Regions from separate parts of the Callithrix jacchus genome. Here region 1 is linked to region 2. A link is a contact called in public Hi-C data. All regions are on one chromosome and are shown on one strand. The core of a region is the stretch at or near the end of the contact, and the rest is flanking DNA. Distances in the headings are between cores, read along the strand shown.

What was found. Hi-C and Micro-C count contacts between places; a contact is called where the count stands out from the background.
Region 1: a contact with region 2 is called in a Hi-C map of induced pluripotent stem cells, with 7 times the contacts expected there. The contact joins the promoter of NDUFB6 here to the promoter of ACO1 in region 2. A contact is called at or near these places in 3 of 3 Hi-C or Micro-C datasets (induced pluripotent stem cells and skeletal muscle).

Annotation. Positions count from the first base shown.
Region 1 is chr1:139,756,780-139,759,591 of calJac240_pri, reverse strand. It overlaps NDUFB6 (NADH:ubiquinone oxidoreductase subunit B6), which reads left to right and starts at 1,340. Exons shown (of 4, transcript XM_002743000.6): 1 at 1,340-1,639. The coding sequence starts at 1,460.
Region 2 is chr1:139,571,228-139,573,927 of calJac240_pri, reverse strand. ACO1 (aconitase 1) reads right to left here and starts at 1,324. Exons shown (of 21, transcript XM_035307488.3): 1 at 1,234-1,324.

The DNA.
Region 1 (2,812 bases), core at 91-2,590, 190 kb before region 2:
TTGTAGGGACATGGATGAATCTGGAAACCATCATTCTCAGCAAACTGACACAAGAACAGAAAACCAAACAATGCATGTTCTCACTCATAGGTGGGTGTTGAACAATGAGAATACATGGACACGGGGAGGGGAACACTACACACTGGGGTCTGTTGGGGGTGGAGGGGCTAGGGAAGGGGTAGTTGGAGGTGGGGAGGCTGGGGAGGGATAACATTGGGAGAAATGCCTAATGTAGGTGTGTGGGGGGGGAAGGGATGGAGGCAGCAGACCACCATGGCATGTGTGTACCTATGCAACAATCCTGCAAGATCTGCACATGTACTCCATACTAGCTTCATGCACTTAGGCCCCAGCAGAGCAGACCAGACCAGACCAAACCAGAATGGAGTCGTTTGTGCTAAGTACCACATAATCAAACAGAACTTTGAAATAGGCCAGTTTTCCAAAACCAGGAAATTCCTCTAAACCTGAGTCAGTGAAATAAGGAAGTCCCTTCTGCTTTAACCCTAAAAGTAACTTTGAAACAATGAATCCACTTTTTGTTCTGTTTCTGCTTTCTTCAGCCCTTTTGCCAATAAACCGACCGTGGCTGCTCAGCTGATCAGAACACTCATTCTACTCTATAGAATGAAGTGTTTTCTGATTCTAGAATCACAAATGAGTCAATTCAGATCTTTAAACTAATACATTGTAATGATGTCTTTTGACTGTTGTACTTTATTCAAGCAGTCCTTTATTTAGGAATTTGGGGGTAATTTCCAATATTTTGCTATTATGAATCGTGTTGACTAATCGTGCATGCCCTTTGATATTTTCACCACATATAGTTTTGGGTGAAAGCATGAACGCATCTATGCATTGTTGCTAGATATTAAGCTACTCTTTACACTGTTGCTGTACAAATGGAGGGACAGATGAGACAGCTGCCCAGGGGCACTTTAGCAGTTACCGGCACAGCTGGGATTTGAACTTGGATGAAACTATTTTCATACACTCTCTAGGTCATTCCAAGGTGGGAGAGGCAAGCGAACAATTTTGTATCTGGCCAGCATATTCACTGAAACACATATGCTTATCCTTCCTGCTCCCAGCATACAAATTCTTCCTGAACAAAACCTACAGTCCTCTTATTTAGCATACTTTCGTCTAATATTGCCACTTTTCCCAGACCCCACAACTAAGAGTAGTCTGCGTCCCCACAGGCTCGTAATCCAGGCGGGTAAAGCGGAGGTAGCCGGAGAGGAAATTGGAGGTGGAAAGCTTTGCGCATGCCAGGACACGGCTCTTCTCGCGAGGAATCTGGGCCCCCTGCAAAGGCAGGACCAGGATGTGACGTAATAACCGCGCGCTGCCCCCAGCGGTGCCCTCAAGGTCGCTTTGCAGAGCTGGAGAGCGCTTAAGTAAGGAGGCCCTAGTTTGAGGGCGCTCTGTGTCCTTTTGCCTTAATACCAGCGGCGACATGTCGGGGTACACTCCGGATGAGAAACTGCGGCAGCAGCAGCTGCGAGCGCTGAGAAGGCAATGGCTAAAGGACCAGGAGCTGAGCCCTCGGGAGCCGGTGCTGCCCCCAGAGGCGACGTGGCCTATGGACAGATTCTGGGATAAGTTTTTGGCAAATAAGTCCCCTTGGAGGAACATGGTGAGTGGTGAGTGGTGATCCTTCCCAACGCATCCCACCGCGGCCGGTAGCCTGGACACTGGACGTACGCTCCCTGTAGCCCCACTGATAACGTTCCGTGATTGGTGACACTGGCCTGTCCCGAGAGTCCTCCTGGAGTCTCGGGAGGCAGGAGTCCAGGAATATGTATGGCTTTGAGAGAATCATGCCTTTTACCATCAAGTACAGTGAGACGGAGGCGAATCTTAATACTTAGGTTTTCCAGGACGCTGCACGTTTGATTTTCTTGACTGTAGAAATCTTTTCCCAGAATTAATAGTCAAGGACTGGCTGCAATTAAAATTCTGTGATTTTACTATTTGAGGACACTTGTCTAACTTTTAAGTGTGAGGTTCTAGAGACCAGGTAACACAGCATCCAACTACCAGAGGGCACAACTAGCCGCTTGCTGGTAGTACAGCTCCATGTGATCAACATAAAAGACAGGGTCTTGTTGGTATGCCTAGTGAGCTACGTTGAAGAGCTACATTTATAAACTACCACACTGTACTTTTAACACAGTGTTTCATTGAAAAATGACATTTGGGTCTTTGAAGAAAATCACTCATTCAGAAGCTTTATTTTCAAGGCCTCTGGGTATTTTCTTGAGGTCTGTTATGGGTGATAAACACATCTCAGAATTGCTTTCAGTTACCTGCAAAGCTTACTGATAATAGTAGTAATAATAGTAACACTTGGGTGCTTGCTGTGTGCTTGGCACTCTACTGAGGGTTTTACATGTGTTACTTCATTTCTTTATTCCTGTAAGGTAGAAACTATTCCTAATCCTCACTTTAAATGTGAGGAAACTGAGACCTACAAAGATCCAGTGATTTGCCGGTGGTCAGGGAGCTAGGAATTGAAGGAGTTCATATTGAAATCAACATGTATCTATTTCTTACTGTGCTACAAATTCTAGTGCAACAGAATTGTTGAAAATTTTTCTGAAAAAGTGGTATTGGATACTTATTTATGGTGGTAAAATTCAACTCTTCTCCCACCCTTTGTATCCCAGACATTATCAGGATATTGTCAGTCACCGATTTAAAGCTGAAGTCCCATCCATCAGCGAGTGATCTAAGGAAGTAAATAAATAATCATGTGTTGAAATTCACCTTACCTTACTTTGAGTTAATTTGTTACTTTATAATCATA
Region 2 (2,700 bases), core at 75-2,574:
GGGACCTAGTACTTGGTTTCCAAAGTGAGATCAAATCTGGTCCCAGATACCAGAGGTTAATACTGTCCATGGCATGGGGTAGTGTGTGTTCCCATTCAGAGGAAGGATCACAAACAGGAAGCAGGCCCAATGAATGAAGCCTCTAAAGCATTTCCTATACTAGCATCCTCAAAGTGTGGTGCAGAGACCTCCTAGGGATGCGCAAGGTCAAAATCACTTTCACAGTAATCAAATGTTACTTTTTTTCACTCACACATTTTCAAGAGTATACAGTGGAGATCTCAACAGGCTACATGATACTTAATAATGCAACAAATTGCAGAAGCAGCTATCGGAATCCAGCTGTCTTCAATTATGCTTGACATCGAAGAGATTTGCAAAATTGTAAAGCAATGCCATTCTTCTCAATAATTTTCTGTTTTGGAAAATACAGTTCTTTTTCATAAAAACAGGCAATGTTAAGATATAACTACTATCTTTTAAAATTAATTATTAAATAGAGTACAAATATGGATAGATATAGCTCACATAAAAGCTCCTTAAGATACTAATTTTTAAGAGTGTGAAGGGGTACTGAGTTCCAAAAAAGTTTGGGGACTTCTGCCCTAGAGGCTGTCCCCCAGGGAAGAGAGTTATCTGTGTTGCAAGAAGGAAGATGCCATTACGATGTGCTAGCTGAGTGTGGAAAAAAATGACTTGGTCCTAACTGCAGCCCTAGCTCCTTTCTGGATCTCTGAATCTATCAGGGTAGGCTCTGTGTTCAATCCTCCCACCGAAGGGTCTCTTACCCTTCACCCCATTTTCCCTTTGCCCCTTGGAGTTGATTCCCGGATCTGCCCTCATAACTTTGGCAAGGATTTCCCTATCCAGCCAGCCGGGCCTGGGCGAGGACCCTCAGTGCGGGACTCACCCCCTCGGGGTTAGGACTCCCAGGGCCAGCCGCACACTCTAGGCAAGGACTTCCAGGACAGGAAACACAGCCAAGGCTAAGAGGGTCTAGAAAAGCCACTTCCAATCCCTCTCCCCGGGTTGACACAGACTGGGGACATGGCGGAGACGTGAGTCGCCAGAAACGCGTCCCCAACCCTTCTCTCAGCCTCCCCAAGCTCGCCTCCGTGTTCCCGGGGCCGCTCTGCCTCGGGCACCGCGGTAAAGGCCGGCACCGACTCCCGAGGAGCACAGGGTGGGCGGCGCTCCGCCTGGGGACGTGAGTCGGGCCACGTCGGTACTCACCTCCGACTGTACAGTGGGGCTACCGCGACCGGCGCACCAGACTCCAGCAGCGGGTCGCCCTCCCGCACGCGGCGCGGTTCCAGCAGCCGCCTCCGCGCTCCTCCCACTCTCGCCCCAGGGGCCGCCGCGCGATGGGCGGAGCAGGGACGGCGCTTGCGGGCCGCGCGCGGAGGAGGGGGCGGAGCCTGCGGGGGCCCCCGCGGGCCTGGAGGACTTGGCCCCCGGCGGGAGACTAGGGTGGCGAAGGGGCTTCTCCGCAGGCAGTGGGAGGGCTGCTCCCTCGGCCAGGGTCCACTTCTGCCAGCCCGGGACCTGGGACGAGGGAGTTGTTCACTTTGAGGGGTAGCATGTGACTGCCCAGCGGGCGTTGGGAAGTGACCAAAGGGCGGGGAAGAAATGGAATTGTTTTTAAAAAACTGATCTGGCCATAACTGCAGAGGCTTCATTAGCTGGCTGCCCCCGTACGTGTGGTCCCTTCGCCAGCCTTCCTTCTCACTCTGTCTGTCCCCACCCTCTCCACCCTCGCCTTAATTCTTTGCGCAAAGCCTGCCAAGTGGGCATCAGAGTCACGCTGTCACAATAGGGCTTCAACATTTTTGGGCCAAAAGTGCAATGTGCAGATTTCCTTGGACATGTTACAAAACAACACTTTGTAATGCACGATGTTCACCGGTCAAGTCAAAACAATGGCTGGGAGATGGCACCAAGTGGGCTTTCACAAGACCTGCTTTTCATGTTGGTTGGAGTTGTGCCCTCTTGGGTGAATGTGAGTTCAAAAAAATGATTACCTATTTCTAGATGAAAAATGGTGAGGTTTTCCTGCCCAAATTATTTGGAAAGTTACTGAAGTTTTCTGAATAAGTGGCGTATAGGATGAGTAAACAATAGCCAATACTAATACCCACTGCTACCTTATACTGCCCTCCCACTTTCCACAAAGCTCTGTGATCGACTCTTTCCATGTGTTATTATTTTTTTGTTTTTTTGAGACGGAGTTTCAGTCTTGTTGCCCAGGCTGGAGTGCAATGGTGCAATCTCGGCTCACCACAACCTCTGCCTCCTAGGTTCAGGCAATTCTCCTGCCTCAGCCTCCCGAGTATCTGGGATTACAGGCATGCGCCACCATGCCCAGCTAATTTTTTGTATTTTTAGTAGAGATGGGGTTTCACCATGTTGACCAGGATGGCCTCGATCTCTTGACCTCGTGATCCACCCACCTCGGCCTACCAAAGTGCTGGGATTACAGGTGTGAGCCACCATGTCCAGCGAGACTCAAGTCTTTGGGTTGTTTTAACGCCAAAGCCCACCCCTTTCCTGTTATGCTGCACTACGAGTACAACTACCCTCTAGTTATATTTAACTTTGAAATATAAATACTTACATTTATTTTGAAAGGGAGATAACTGTATTTCCAATGTGAGAGGAGACTTTTTTTTGCACCCACTTCCTAAATCCTTGCCATTCACA